Linked DNA regions of Mus musculus: regions 1 and 3 are each linked to region 2. The links are chromatin contacts, called in public HiChIP or PLAC-seq maps. All regions are on one chromosome and are shown on one strand. Each heading gives the region's core, a stretch centred on a gene start, on an enhancer-like site or on the middle of the called end of the contact. The rest is flanking DNA. Distances are from core to core; before and after follow the strand shown.

Region 1 (4,796 bases), core at 854-3,353, 220 kb after region 2:
GGGAAGTGGGTGCTGGTAGGTTGTCCATGCTCAGCCGATGACCTCACACCCATGAGTGGATGTACTGATTTGACTCAGGGGTTGTTAATAATTACAACGGCAAAAGGAGGACATGAACTTGGGAGGGTGACACGGTGGGGACAGTATGGGAGCTGGAAGGAGTTGTGGGTAGGATGCCTTGGCAGAGTAATGGTGAGTATAGCTGCCTTCTGAAATACAATGCATCAACATATGAAAACTTCAGAGGATAAATAAAAAGTATTGTTTGACAATTAAATATAGAATTGCGATATGATTCAGCAATTTCACCCCTAGAGTTAAAAAGCTGGAGTTGAGCAGATATTCTTATGCCTATGATCATAAATTAGTATTATTTAAAATAGCTAAAGGGAAGAGATAAGCCAAATGTCTGTCAATAGATTAAATTAACAAAATTTATTATGCACATAAACGGACTGGGGATGTACTCAGTTGGTAGAGTGTTTACCTAGCATTCCTGAGGCCCTGGATTCAATGTTGAGCACTTCATAAACTGGGTAAGGTAACTTATGGCTATAATCCCAGTACTGGAGAGGTGGAGGTAGGAAGATCAGAAACTGAAGGTCATCATCAGCTTCAAGGTTAACTTGAACTACATGAGACCTGTCTCACAAGGGGGAAAAATCAACCTTAAAGGGGAAGAAATTTCCATCTGGGCACATGATACAACATGGATGAGCCACAAATACATTCAACTACACAAACAACTCAGACACAGAAGGACAGAAGGACGAACACTGAATGACAGTACTTATGTGCAGCAGGTGACAGGCACATACAAAAACTGAGGCAGAATGGCTGTTAGGACAGCTGTAGAGAAGTGGGGCTTACTGCCTGAGGGGTGTAGGGCTCCAGTCTGGGTGCTGAAAGGGTGTTGGACAGACAGTCATGACAGCTGTCCAACACTATAAATGTATTTGATCCAGAATAACTTGGCTTTAGCGTATGAGAACCAGCTCAGAGTTACCACGGAACCAAAGAAAGAGATTGAGAGTTACACAGAATGCAATTTATTGGGAGGACTTACTGAGAAAAGCCTGGTCAGAGGCAGCAGCAAGGTGATACAGAGCCCTTTAGCTTGGGGAAGAGCTTATGCAATGCTCAGGTCAAAAATGACTTAGCCCAAGCCAGAATGTATAATACCTGATTTTCTTAAGCTCATCTCAGAGTCACATACATTCCTGGCTCCAGTGTCTAGTTGTAAAGTCCCATATACCACTCCAATTACTCTGGCTATTTCTGGTCTGCTGGGAAACTAAGTAGAAAACTAACCAGTGTTACTCTGGTGCAGCCATGGCAGTTGCAACTCAAGACGGCTAGAGTTGTATGGGCACGAATCCATATGGCAGAGTGGCATTGAATTGCTTCCTTACAAAAGAGTTTTAAATGGTTAAGTTTTAGTTTCTTGTATTTTATCACAATGAAGTAGAAATATGTCCTACAAAAGACTTAGGTGAAGGGAGGGTATGTGACTGTAGGTCTGGGTGTTGTTTGTTTGTTTTTTCAGCTCCCTCCGACCTTTCTCCCAACTTGCACAATAATGTAACTAAGGTATAGTGGGTAGTGTTCTCCATAGATCAGGGTGCTGTGACAGACCAGAACAAGGGATCTACCCCCTAAGACTACACCATCCCAAGCTCCACTCTAGTCTTCCATGTCTGCACACTACTCAGGTAAAAAAGGAAGGTGTGGAGGGCCAGCATGCTCTTCAGTCTTCCTTAGCTCACCAGGATATCATGGAGTATTCTTATCCATGATCCCTGTAGGCACCTGAGCTTCCTAGCCCTTGCTACCAACATCATTTCCATCATATAACAAATTCTCTTCCTCCTCTCCTTCAGAGCTCAGCTCAACTGTCAATTCCACTGGCCACCTTTTCCTCACTCCAGGAAAATCCTCATTTTGCGTGCTAACATCATAACTTCCCTTGAATGGGTTTTTCTTGTGTCCGTCTGATTATGCAAGTGGCTTCTTCTGTTTTGCCCCACTCTATGCTAAGCTCTATGAGAAGAGGAACTCCCTGTGGCTTGTTGCAGCACTGAATCCTGAGTTCTGTAGAGACCTCACAAAATACTTGAGATTTGAGGAAGAAAATTATATTTTGGCTCATGGTCAGTGGTTCCAATTCAAAGTCCTTTGACCACATTGCCCTACATCCTGTTGGGGCACATGATAGAGGAAGCTCCTTGTGTCAGGATTGCCAGGAAGCAAAGAGAAAGAAGAGAGGCTTGAATCCTAGTAACCCTTGCTCCCAGTGACCTCACTTCCTTCCACAGGCCCCACACATTAAAGGCTTCTCTATGACCTCAATTCCTTCCATAGGTTCCACCTATTAAAGGTTCCACTATCTCCCAATATCACCATGGTCTGGGGACAAGCCTTCAACGTAAAAGCACTTCAGGGGTGTTCAAGATCCAACCTCTAGGACATGCTAATCATTACCTGCTAATGAATCAGTGGAACCAGTGAGCAAATAGAAATAATGACCAGCGGTAGTTGGGTTAAAGGTTTTCTCCAATTTGTAAGTAAAGGCTGCTGGGGCCCGCTCATGCAACACTACCCTGTGCTATGTAGGACAGATTCAAATTACTCAGAAGCAAGACGTGTAATGCATTTTAGATCGACAACAAAGGAAAAGCTATTCAAGGCAGGGGCTCATTTTACCACACTGCTTCCTCTATGCTGAATTTTTATTATTATAGAAAGCACAATTTTAAACCGGAGTGACACTTCTTTTAATTTTCTCACACTGGTAGTCATTGATCAGCATTCATAGCTTGAGAGGAAATGCCATTGAATTCAGGAGGGAAATGTATTTAACCTGCATGGTGTTCAAACGCTGCTGGGTAAGCCTAGCAACTGGACACTATGCCAGTGACCTTGCTGAGCAGTTATGTTAAACACTTAAATGTATAATTTTCTACTGGAGCTTTTGGGAAAAACATTTTCTTTCTTTTCCCCCCACATCTTTCAGCAAACCTCATTATCCTTCTTTTGACCCCGTAGGTATCTCATTTTCTTTTGGCTTGTTTGCAAGTTTTAAAATATTAACTGCTTCTCTTGAATCAGGAAAGGTTGCCTGGCTACTACGGTATACTTTTCAGAGTACTAATTTTTTTGACCTCATCCTTTCTACCCCGAATAAAGGAATTTAATGTATTTCTATAAAAGCCAGTTGTAATTAAAACCTCTTATCTTTATTTTATGTATTAATTGTTATTCTCATTTGGGATACCAGGGTAATACACATGGGAGAATATGTATTAATTTTTAATAATGTTGAAAGTAAATTAAAATGAGGTTAGAGTGTGTCAGTCACCGTGGAATTGGGGAATGGCGCCGGTGAGCACAGGATAGCAGCTTATAAGGACTGTAGGAATAAAGAAGAATAAGATCAAAGCAAGGAAGAATGAAAATCACCCTGTTAATGATCTTTATAAATAATGTAGAAATCTATAACAGTAAAACCTTTGCAGCTAATTGAGGCCTATGATATAGTGAAACATTGAACAACCACCATTATAGGGAAATTTATTTTGTGATTTAAAAACATCATTGTGTAGTAAAATCCGAGGCATTGTATGTGTGTACTTATAGGCAGACGTCAATATTGCATGAAATAACTGTTCTTAAAGGCATTGAAATATTATATAAAGAAACACCGAAAGCCATTTACCTGGTTTAGCATTTAGCAAGGTTGATTTTAATTGTGGGATGTTAAGCAAAATTTAATTGGACTTCTCAGAACCATTAATATATTAATGAGAACCAGTTCTGCTTTGCAGTGGCCTCCAAACATCTTTGAAGATAGTGTCTTTGTTTTCTTGTCTTCATGGTTGTATTTCTGCTGCTGGATAAATAATGTGAACTTGTAAGACTGGTACAATCTGGAACACACTCACACTATGGGAAAATAGACTTACTAAACAAATAGGCCCACAGGGTAAAGAATTGTAGGTATCTCCTCAAAGCTTCACGCTCAATAGTATGGTGCCCCATGCACACAGTTCCACATCCAGTGACTCTTCATAGCAGCAGCATTTCTGGCTAAAAGGTGGTGAGAGGGGTGAAGAGAACATGGCCTACCCATCTGTCTCAGTCAGGGTTTCTATTCCTGCACAGACATCATGATCTAGAAGCAAGTTGGGGAGGAAAGGGTTTATTCAGCTTACACTTTCCACATTGCTGTTCATCACCAAAAGAAGTCAGGACTGGAACTCAAGCAGGTCAGGAAGCAGGAGCTGATGTAGAGGCCATGGAGGGATGCTGCTTACTGGCTTGCTGCCCCTGGCTTGCTCAGCTTGCTTTCTTATAGCAAGATTACCAGCCCAGGGATGGTACCACCCACAAGAGGACCTCCCACCCTTGATCACTAATTGAGAAAATGCCTTACAGCTGGATCTCATGGAGGCATTTCAACTGAAGCTCCTTTCTATGTGATAACTACAGCTTGTGTCAAGTTGACACATAAAATCAGCCAGTACAATTGACCCCTTGTCAACTTGACACACAAAAACATCACTATTAAGCCTCAACCCTTACTTTCTTATTTATCCCCAAGATCTAAGTAACTTTAAAGGTCTTTGCAAATTCTCAAATATTAAAATTTCAATCTCTTTAAAATATCCAACCTCTTTTAAAATTCAAAGTCTTTCTACAATTCAAAGTCTCTTAACTGTGGGCTCCACTAAAATACTTTCTCCCTTCAGGAGGGAAAATATCAGGGTATAGTCACAATCAAAAGCAAAATCAAACTT
Region 2 (4,940 bases), core at 1,493-3,992:
AAATCAACTTCATATATCTGACATCCTTTAAGTTCTTTACTTTGAGAGCCTTTTGCTGCGGAGAGAAATGGCAACACCATTGAACAGGGTGCTTCTGGCCATACAGGACTACTCAACACATCAGTTCTCAGTCTGGTAGGTTTACACAGCAGAGTAGACAGACGGACTGAAACTTTTTCAGACCTTACAGAGAAAAATGATTGGCAATTACCACCAAAAAAATAAATAAATAAAAATTAAAAAAATATAATCAACTCAGGTCAAATTCTAAGGAAGGATCTCTTCAGGAGGTCATTTTAATGGTACGCATCAACTTAGCCTCTGGATATCTGCAGTTACTTCTCCTCCCACCTTAAACTCCGAAGCATTTAGCATTATAGAACTCCACAGAGCTTAACACCAGCTCCTAAAACCCAGCCTCATTTTTTCTCATTGAACTGTACTTCTAAAAGGAGATTTCAAAAGTACAAAATGGAGGAGCAATTTTTCTCCCTCAGCCAAAAATCAAGCTAATGAGGTCTTTTTATGTAAGCCTTGGGCTCTGCACTGTGATGCTAATTTCCTAAACTACAAAAATTGGGCAGGTCCTGTGTTTTAAGATGGCAGTCACCCAAACAGGCGCCGCTCGCTCCAAGGAGAGGGGCATGGAGGTTTTGCAGTCTTTACAAATCAAGGGTTATCAGCCCGAAAATACATAGTACAAGAAGCCAAGTCAGAGGTCAACTAACACTCCTAGGCCAGGTTGAAGACTGGATTCCATAGGAACTCTCTGACCATGGGCTCCATACAGCTTTCTCATGGCCCCCAGAAGGCTTGAGAATTCTAAGACCTGTGGTAGAAGTCAACAGTAAGCATTTCTAGCAAATAAAGGTCAAGTTAGTCGGAATTATGAAAAAACTCCATTCATTTTAGCTTACAGCCTTGTACTGTCCACTAGAAAATGTAACCAGGACAGCCTATTTGGCCATTTCTTATTGACCCAAGTTGGGCCAGCCCCACCAGAGTGCCCAAGGGTGTTAGGGAACAGAAAATGCCTAGATGTTGGGAAAGACTTCCTTCCGCACCTAACACATTACATTTCAGTCTCTCGGATACAATAAAATGATTTCCAAGATGTTGGTGGCCCAGCCTCCACATCATGTTCCTAAGTAGACACCAATCAACCATTTGTGTATGCTTCTGATATCCTAATGGCAGCAATGTGTGGTATTCGAGAGAGCTACCAAATATTGTATTTACAACAGTAGTTCGAGGCGGTGGGTGGAGAGTTAGGAGTTAAAAGGGATTCAAAAGTCTGCCCAGGTTTCTGGTAGAGGAAGTCCAAGGCAATAAGGTGCAACAAAATGCAAAGAACTAAGAAATCCCCAAAACGGCACACAGCTCCTTAAATGACTTTAATTCTCTACACTCTACTAATCAATTTAACTCCATGTCAGCCTCAGGGGAGGCAGTCAATCAAAAGCCATCAGGAAAAGAGGCTAATCTTTAACAAGCCAGGACAGGCCAACGGTCAGTCATTCACCAGGCAAGTATGTCTTCGATGGAAAAGACACACAAAAAAGGAGAGCCAAAGGTCGTGCCTGGGGTGAACTTTTTTGGCAGATGTAACTCTTAATTCTGTTTACGGTGAGTGTTCTTTGACGGCAGATTTGGTACTGATGTTCGCTTAATTCTTTGCAGCGACGTTACCATCACTTAAATAAGTAAGAAAACTGAAGTGCGGAGAGGTGAAGTCGATTCCTCCAGTCAGGTGTCCAAATATGCACCAAGGCAAGCCAAACTCCAAGCCCATTTCCCCACGCGCGGAGATCCGCTATGAGACCACGACTCCGTCTACCCACTCAGACCTCGCCACAAGGGCCCCCGAACCCGATATTTATTTGAAGCACGTCACTGTCTTCCTTTCCGCCCATCCCCCCACTCTTCAACCCACTCCAGGGCAGGACATAAGTTCTGGCTTCCGTTGGAGCAAAAAGAGTTACGTTCCAGCTCGCAGCTGCAAGCCGGGAAGAAAAGGGTGGGACGGGTGGGGAGTTGGGGGACGCAGGGAAGGTTACTAAACGGTCGCGGCACACGACTTGCATCGCTGGGCCCCAAAATTGCATCTGACCACAGCCTAGGACTAAAACAATACCTCCCCCCACGTGCACAACCCAAGTTCTCAAGAAATGCTCACAAGGCCATCTACGCTAAACCCGCAGATCCAGAGTGGTTAGAAGGGGACGCAGAGCAAAAGAGGATCGATCCCAGGGCCACTAGTGCACGCGTAGGTAACAACGCACTCGCCGCCAGCGGGTCGTGCAGGGTGAGGTCCCAGAAGGTGGAAGGCTGGGATACGACCGCCAGACAGGATGGCCAGCGGCGAGTCCCAGGCCTCCGCGCGCACGTGGAGCATGAGCGCCCGTGCCGCAGGTTCCGGGAACGCTGGCAACTCCGTGCGCGCCGGCGGGCGCATCACCTTGGCCTTGAGTTATCCTGGGTGCAAAGATTATAAGAAAATCGATCTGTGATTTCCCTCAACCTGGCGACAATCAGGAGCGCGTGGGACAAGTGAGCGGAGCTAACCCGCGGAGTCGGAGGGAAGTGGCCCGGACCCGCCCGTGTCTAGCACCCACCAACCCCGCCCCGGTGCACCCGGCCGGGCCTCACCCGCGCGCGGCGAGCCTCCATGTTGGCGGCGGGTACCCAGGCACTCGGAACGGGGATAGTTCGTCGGAACACACCAGCACTCAGAGCCCGAACAACCCGAGCTCCGGGACAGAGGCGGGGCGCGCACTCCGCCGCCGGAGGGGCGGGGCCACCGGCTTTCCCGCGCCGGGACGCAGGTCCTGCCAGCTAAGATGACCTCTTTAGCGGTACCCGAAGCGTCCCAGCTCTGGAAAAAAATAGAAGCGGTTCTCGTGGTTGTAATAACCTTGAGTGTCCTCGGAAACTGCTGAATGTTCTATGAAACAGTGGCGTTGTGGGAACTCAGTGCCACTGGCTTTTTATGAAGCTGCGCGGTCCTGGGAAGTGGCGCGAAAGTGGCTGCCGAGGTCCTGAGACTGGCCGTCTGATTTGCATACAAAACGGGAGATTGTAAGGCTGGTAGAGCCTCTTACTGCGTTCACACTTTCGCTGTAGTTTAATCTCTTAAAAATGTTAAAGAACAGAACGGGGATACCACCCACAAATATCTGAGAGCATAGCACCTCTTATCTAGCAACCACACCACTATCTATATGTAGTCAATAGACCAGTTAAGTCCTGTTGCTTCAAGAAAGATTCCGGCGTGGGTTTAAAAATAGCCCTTCAGTTGAGTAAAGCCTCTCCGAAGGGTAAAAGTCTTTAGAGCTTTATCTTTCGGAGATAAAAGCTGCAGGCGATTACACTGTGGATTGTCCATTTTTCTCCAGGCAAAATTGGGAACAACCAGAGCTAGTTAGAAGATCTTTCTTTCTTTCTTTCTTTCTTTCTTTCTTTCTTTCTTTCTTTCTTTCTTTCTTTCTTTCTTATAGCCCTTCTCACTAAGACCGGCACAGGGATGAAACGAGGCTCCCCTGTTTTTAAAGAGTAAAACACAGGGGGAAAAAAAAAAACCCAAACAGCAACGACCGAAAAACCTTGGGTGCTTTTTAAAAGAGCTTTAATTATAATCATAGATTTAAAACATTTCTTGAAGTGTAAGCATTCCCCCTTATTTCAAAACTTTTCTCTTAGTATTGATGTTGCCACAGTCCTTTTCTGTGAAGAGAGCATGCGCAACACACACACACACACACACACACACACACACACACCTCTCTAGGTACTGACCATAAAGACATAAATAACCGAGGAAGACAATGGATTGGAAGGAGCTGCCCAGGGGTCACCCTCCCTCTGTGCTAGAGACAAAGAACTCCAGTCTCCAACTTAGGCATCAAGAGAAGCAGCTAATTGATTTGTTTGGCAAAATTCCTGGTAGCAGCCAGGAGTTCAACCAACACTTGTTGGATGAATAAGTATGTGGATGGAGACCTAAAATTGTCCTTAGTACAATGTTCTTGTGAATATGGTTTGTGCAAGTAGAACTGACCATGTGAGGTCACAGAACGAAGGGGGCATCCGGGCCACTTTGCCTGGGTAATGTTCTACACTGAGCATTTTTACTCTTCTTGGAACAGGCTTGTCTCTCTGTGCTCCTGCATTTCTTTTTCAACGAAATCCAATGTGAGCCCAGGACGTGTGCATGTTGTTTCCTTAAAGTTTTCACTTCTGTGCTTGTGTGTGTCCTGCAGACAATGTATATCCTCTGGGCTTCACCATCAGGGCGGTTCAAAGTCCTGCCCCTAACTGAGTGCAAGGTTGTAAGCAGGTGCTATTCTGAGTACTGAGGATACAAGGTCCAGAGAGTGTACACTCTGATGGAGGAGCAGAGATACAAAAGAGAATTTCAGGTATGATACTTTGGAGGAGGAGGAGGAGGAGGAGGAGGAGAAGGAGGAGGAGAAGAGAAAGAGGAAGAAGAGGAGGAGGAAGAGGAAGAAAGTACAGTGAAAAGCTGAAGACAGGAAAGGAACAATGCATACTTCTACAATAGTTATACAAGCTGGTGATATACAGCCAGAAATCTGAGTGGTCAGAAAGGAAGCGACAGGAAAAAAGTACTAGTTTCAGGCAGACTGGCATCTGGTTCCAGAACAGTATGAAGCAGCCAAGAGTCCCCATCTCTACTACTGAAAGTCAGGAAAAGAGGAAGAGAAAGTAGACATTTGGAGCTTCCTAGCTATAAAAGATCTCTGCATTTATTCCAGGCCTGATAGAAAGACAGTGGAGGATTTAACAGGCTGGGGTGCCCCTGTTTGCCCCCATGGATGGTATAGTCTGGGGGGAGCAGCCAGCCAGGAGGGGGCGAAAACTGGGAATGCTAAGATACTGATGTCATTGTAGTACCCGGAGAGTGTTCAGATTGAGACTTT
Region 3 (4,856 bases), core at 135-2,634, 150 kb after region 2:
CTCTAAGACTATAGTCTACAAAGCTGGTTCTCGGCTGTCTCTTAGGTTTAAATTCTCACACCCTAGCCTGAACGACTCGCCCTCGGTGCTAAACTCTGGCCTCTCGTTTTACTGCGCCTTCAGTTGCAGGTACCAGGAGGGAAGCTCTTCCAGACGCATCAGTTTGGAAGTGGCAGTCCCCGCATTGCTCATCCCCTCTCCCTGTCACTTCATCAGCTTTCAGACCATACCTGTGCTTAATCCCATAGATAAGAACACTCCATATCAGCTTCTAGTGGTAAAAGAGCCTAAAAATGAACAGTGCTTTGTTACTGTACTGCCTTATAAATTTATAGAATGAAATAAAATCAATCAATCCCTCATCTTTAAAATATGGAGGGGGGCATTAGACAAAGTATTAAAAAAGGTTGTTCCCTAAGACAGTTATTGTGGCAGAGACAGAAGAAGTAAGGGCTGAGAGCCATCCTAGGCTACAAAGAGAGACAGTCTCTAAAAACACAACATCCCTAAACTGTGTTTGTCTCCATTACCAACTTAATAGAGAAACACTTATTTAAGGTTGGAAATAAATAAACCGCATTTTAAAGTCAATAAATATTTTTATTACTATCTGTAAAATATAATACTGTAGGCAGTTTGGAAGCACAAAGAGGCCAGGAAAAAAAGGGTGGCAGCGTGATAAAGGGATAACCTTGCACACACAAGTCCCTAGATCCTCAGCTTGTAGGGATATATATATATATATATATATATATATATATATATACACATATATATATGTGTGTGTGTGTGTGTGTGTGTATGTATATATGTGTGTATATATATATGTATATATACACATATATATGAATATTACTTAATATTCCTATGTGGCAGGCACTGTGTTAATGCCTCTTGGGTACTAGCTTAGTTCCCTTAATAAGCCTATACAATTCTACTAACATGTCCATGTTGTAGAACGTGAGATTTAATGGCTAAGTAACTAACTGGCCATGGGTCACAAGGCTGGTGAAGTGGTACAGGACAACCACCTGGGATTCTGGTCTTGTAACACAACAGTGGGCATCTCACCGGGAAGGGTCAGGTTGGGTCAGAGGCACACAAAAGTACCCAAGACGAGGGCTGTGTGGAGGGATGAACACGATGAAAACACACTGGGAAAATGTCCCTCTGCTGCGGGAAAGAGAGGGCAGGGCAGCTGTTCTTTCAGCTTGCTCTCTAATGCTCTTACAAACACCATGACCAAAAGCAAGTTGGGGCAGAAAGGGTTTAAGTGGCTTACAGCTTACAACCATCATCAGGGGAAGCCCAAAGGCAGGAACTCTGGGGCAAGCACCTTGTGGGAGGAACTTAAACAGAGACCACAAAGAACGTTGCTTACCAGCTTGCTCTCCATGGCTTGTTCAGCCAGCTTTCTTAAACCAGGACCATGGGCCCAGGGATGACACCCTACAGTGGGCTGGGCCCTTCCCACATCAATCATTAATCAAGAATATGGCCCACAGACTTGTCTACAAGCCAAACTTGAAGGGATTTTTTTTTTTTTTTTTTTTTTTGGACTGGGGTTTTCTCTTTTCAGATAGCCATCTCTGGTGTCAGGAGGATAAAACAGCAAGCAACACAGCTATGAAAAAGAGGTGTTGCAAAGGCAACTTCCGGCAGTCAGGGAGCAGGTAGAACACACTCCACCTGTCTGGGGTGTGTCCTGTCCTCACCTGAACTGCACCCTCACCCGGATGAGGGGCAGGAGCAGAGAAGGAGACATGTTGCTGTGGGTTGACCTTTTAAAGGCATAAATGCCTGGTGCAGGGTTGGGGAGTTTTTTCTGAGACACTGAGAGTCGTCATAGGTCCGGTCCAGATGGGCATGGCTGGATCTGGTTTCCATCTATTGTAAATTTGGTGTTCACATGGCAGATGGATCAATACTAACTTTTAAATTGTCTCCATTATTGACAAAGCATGCATGGTGGGGAATACTGCTAGATAAACTCCCATTCCTTTAGGTGTCCTAAAATAGAGCTCTTTTCATCCCTAGAGACTATCTTTGAGAGCTTGAAGGTTCTAACACAGGAGTGGACTACGTATATATCCTTGACCAAGAAACAGCCCTCTTTATTAGGAAAGGCCATCCTCCTCAGCCAAGCATATAGCTACAAGAGGGACACTCGGAGGAATGAGGGAAGGGGATACTGACTAGTCAGTCCAATTATCCAAATTAACCTTGCAGACCAAAGGGGTGACAGGCAGCCCAAGCAGATCACGTTTCCTCCCCACAGCCTTTGATACAGAATCCACTGAATTTCTACTGGGATGGTTTGGGGGTGAGATCAGGGATATTTCATAGCATCAGACATCGAATACTGGCTGCAAACTACCCATAGAACTAGGAAAATACGAACTAACATCAAAGTAGTTAGCTGACCTCATGTGTGCCCACGTGCATGTGTGCTCACATGTGTGTGCACCAGAGGTCAATGGTACCTGTTCTCCCCAATCACTCTCCAGCTTATTTTCGAGACAGGGTCTCTCACTGAACCCCAAACTTAGCAATTCAGATTAGCTGGCTGGCCTCAAGCCATGTGGGTCATCCTGGCTCCACCTCCCAGTTCCAGATTACGATTCAATATGAAGGGTGTGGGAATCCAAACCCAGGTCCTCTTGCTTGCCCAGAAAGCACATTGCCAGTTGCCGTCTTCCTGGCCCTAGCTCCCACCCTGTGTAACATTACAGTTGTCTTACATCGGCTCCATCCCAGGGTTTGCTTTGTTATCCATTCAGAGGCTACTACGTGTACCTAAGGGACTACTGCTGCCTGATCAACTGCCATCCTTCCGTGGTTCTACAATATTTGCTGGATTTTACTCACCTTTGACTAAAATATTGCTTTCCAAATATGTCACATAGTTTTCTAGCTAAGTAAAAACTGCCCCACCCTTTGGCTTATAAAACAATAAACAATATAAGGAAATGCCAAAAAATTAATATTCACTTTGAAACATTTACACTTTATTTTGAAAATTGCACGCATATAGGAATGGTTTAATGGCTCCTACCTCTGGATGGTTTATTTTTCGCATCACCTCAAAATGAAATTGCCGAATTTCTAAGCAACTCTTTCCCCATCTCCATCACACTGGGTATCCATGGCAACAAGTCCTGAAGAACTGGTATACTGTGGCATTTCATTGTTTAATGGAGCACCTAATGTCAATTACTATACATATAACTTTATGTGTGTGTGTGTTACTTAATCTCCTTTATATTCTCTAAGGCAGGCAGGCAGTCTCTGACTCCCTGGAGACAAAGCATTATCCCCTCTAGTGGAGAAAAGCCAGAGCAGAAAAACAAAATGAGAGCATGCACCGGGATGATTTAAGATCTGGGGCTGCGGCTGTGTCTGCTGTTTTACCGAGTCAGAAGACGGGGGCAAGGTTTTTATCTGCACAAAACACAAATGTTACTACTCCATGGAATAATTATATTGTCTTGAGAGCTGTGCCCATAAACACGTCAAAATCTGTTTTTAGAAGCTTTGTGCTTGTGTCATTAAAACTATTTGTTTCGGTAGACTTTGGTAGATTTGAAAGCCTTGACATATTCTGAATCCTGCTGTTATTAAAGTTCTGGCTTTATAATGACACAGTGATACTCGTGTGGCAGTAACCACCAGCAGCCAGGACAAAAACGGAACAGGACAGAAACACAATCTGTTCTTGAAAGAGCACTTTCCCAGGGAGGTCTCTAGCACTTGTCCTAGTCTGATAACACCCTGACATTCCCGTACCTGCAGTTAAATGGCACACACACAGGATGGGCAGTCTCTGTCCTACTCCATTCTGCACATTTGTAAATCTGCATTTACATTTAGAACCAGAAAGATTTTAATCATAATTGTCTCATTTTACAGATGAAAGAGCCAGACGGGAGAGGTGACTTATTTCAGAGTATAGGGTCAGAAGTGAACAGTCCTGTTCTGTGACAGCTTAAAGACACTGCCATGCTCACCTGCTCACTGTCCTTGCTGAGAACTGAAGTGAACAGTCCTGTTCCGTGACAGCTTAAAGACACTGCCATGCTCACCTGCTCACTGTCCTTGCTGAGAACTGAAGCGGATCCCATCTCAGAGCAGCCCTTCTCTAAAGTATTGTACACCATCTACAAGCTGTTTTATAAAATATGCATCCGGCATTATTCCAGGCCAGTAGATATCGGTCTGAACCACTGTTTCCTGTACCTGGCTACTGTTCCAGGATGGAGGACACCTGAATTTATTTACTCAATCCTGAAGACACTTAGGTTGTGATGAATATTTTTTTTTTTACAAAAATAATTATATGAACTTTGCTCTTCATTTCCCAGGTGAACTTGTTTGCCCATGACTATGATATATAATTAACTGTGAAACGCTCAGGTCAAGAGGTATGAACATTTCAATAGATAATTCATATACGCCAGGAATGTCAATTTGTGATCATACCACAATGAAGAGAGTGTCTGTTTCCCAGGCCTGGTTGATATTAGCTGTATTTGTTCTCTCTGTATTAACAGTGAACACTCTATTCTTTTGTGAAGTGTTCCTTCACGTCCGCTTTCATTTTTATAATAGTGCATTTATCCCTGTGCTCCCCACTTTAGTAAAGTGGGTCTTGATTATAACTTCAGATCCTAAAAAAGGCAATTTCTATATGCTTTCAATATTTCGAATATAAATAACCTATCTAATGAAGCTTCATTCCTAAATTTCTCCACATCACTTTAACTAAAGGGATTTTGTCTCTGAAAGCACAAATCTAACTGTAGCCAGAGAATCAGGCTTAGAGCCCGGCTCTGTTGCCCAAGAACTTTGATGAGTTA

Evidence for each region. HiChIP or PLAC-seq counts read pairs in DNA pulled down with a chosen protein or histone mark.
Region 1: a contact with region 2 is called in an H3K4me3 HiChIP or PLAC-seq map of bone marrow-derived macrophages, with 4 times the contacts expected there. The contact joins the enhancer-like site here to the promoter of Cdca7 in region 2. A contact is called at or near these places in 6 of 39 promoter capture datasets (3T3-L1-derived adipocytes, the C10 cell line, the HPC-7 cell line and 3 more), 2 of 484 Hi-C or Micro-C datasets (bone marrow-derived macrophages and ganglionic eminence), 13 of 115 datasets of contacts at active chromatin or transcription factors (the HPC-7 cell line, the NIH/3T3 cell line, the SCID.adh cell line and 9 more) and 3 of 9 other capture datasets (adipose tissue, embryonic stem cells and liver).
Region 3: an H3K4me3 HiChIP or PLAC-seq map of the SCID.adh cell line shows a contact between it and region 2, with 13 read pairs. The contact joins the enhancer-like site here to the promoter of Cdca7 in region 2. A contact is called at or near these places in 1 of 484 Hi-C or Micro-C datasets (nephron progenitors), 6 of 115 datasets of contacts at active chromatin or transcription factors (the HPC-7 cell line, the SCID.adh cell line, bone marrow-derived macrophages and 3 more) and 2 of 9 other capture datasets (adipose tissue and liver).

What each region holds. Positions count from the first base shown.
Region 1 is chr2:72,258,253-72,263,048 of GRCm38.p6, reverse strand. No RefSeq gene overlaps it. Among named protein-coding and RNA genes, the nearest start is that of Map3k20, 25 kb to the left of the region's middle. Within about 2 kb of position 2,103, at least 33 of the 459 cell types and tissues checked have an H3K27ac peak or open chromatin away from gene starts, as enhancers often do. A contact at or near this core is called in the HPC-7 cell line and bone marrow-derived macrophages, where this site is marked.
Region 2 is chr2:72,474,021-72,478,960 of GRCm38.p6, reverse strand. Cdca7 (cell division cycle associated 7) reads right to left here and starts at 2,742. Exons shown (of 9, transcript NM_025866.3): 1 at 2,650-2,742; 2 at 1-55. The coding sequence starts at 2,670.
Region 3 is chr2:72,325,104-72,329,959 of GRCm38.p6, reverse strand. The region is part of intron 2 of Map3k20 (mitogen-activated protein kinase kinase kinase 20); the gene reads right to left. Among named protein-coding and RNA genes, the nearest start is that of Gm52556, 24 kb to the left of the region's middle. Within about 2 kb of position 1,384, at least 40 of the 459 cell types and tissues checked have an H3K27ac peak or open chromatin away from gene starts, as enhancers often do. A contact at or near this core is called in the HPC-7 cell line and the SCID.adh cell line, where this site is marked.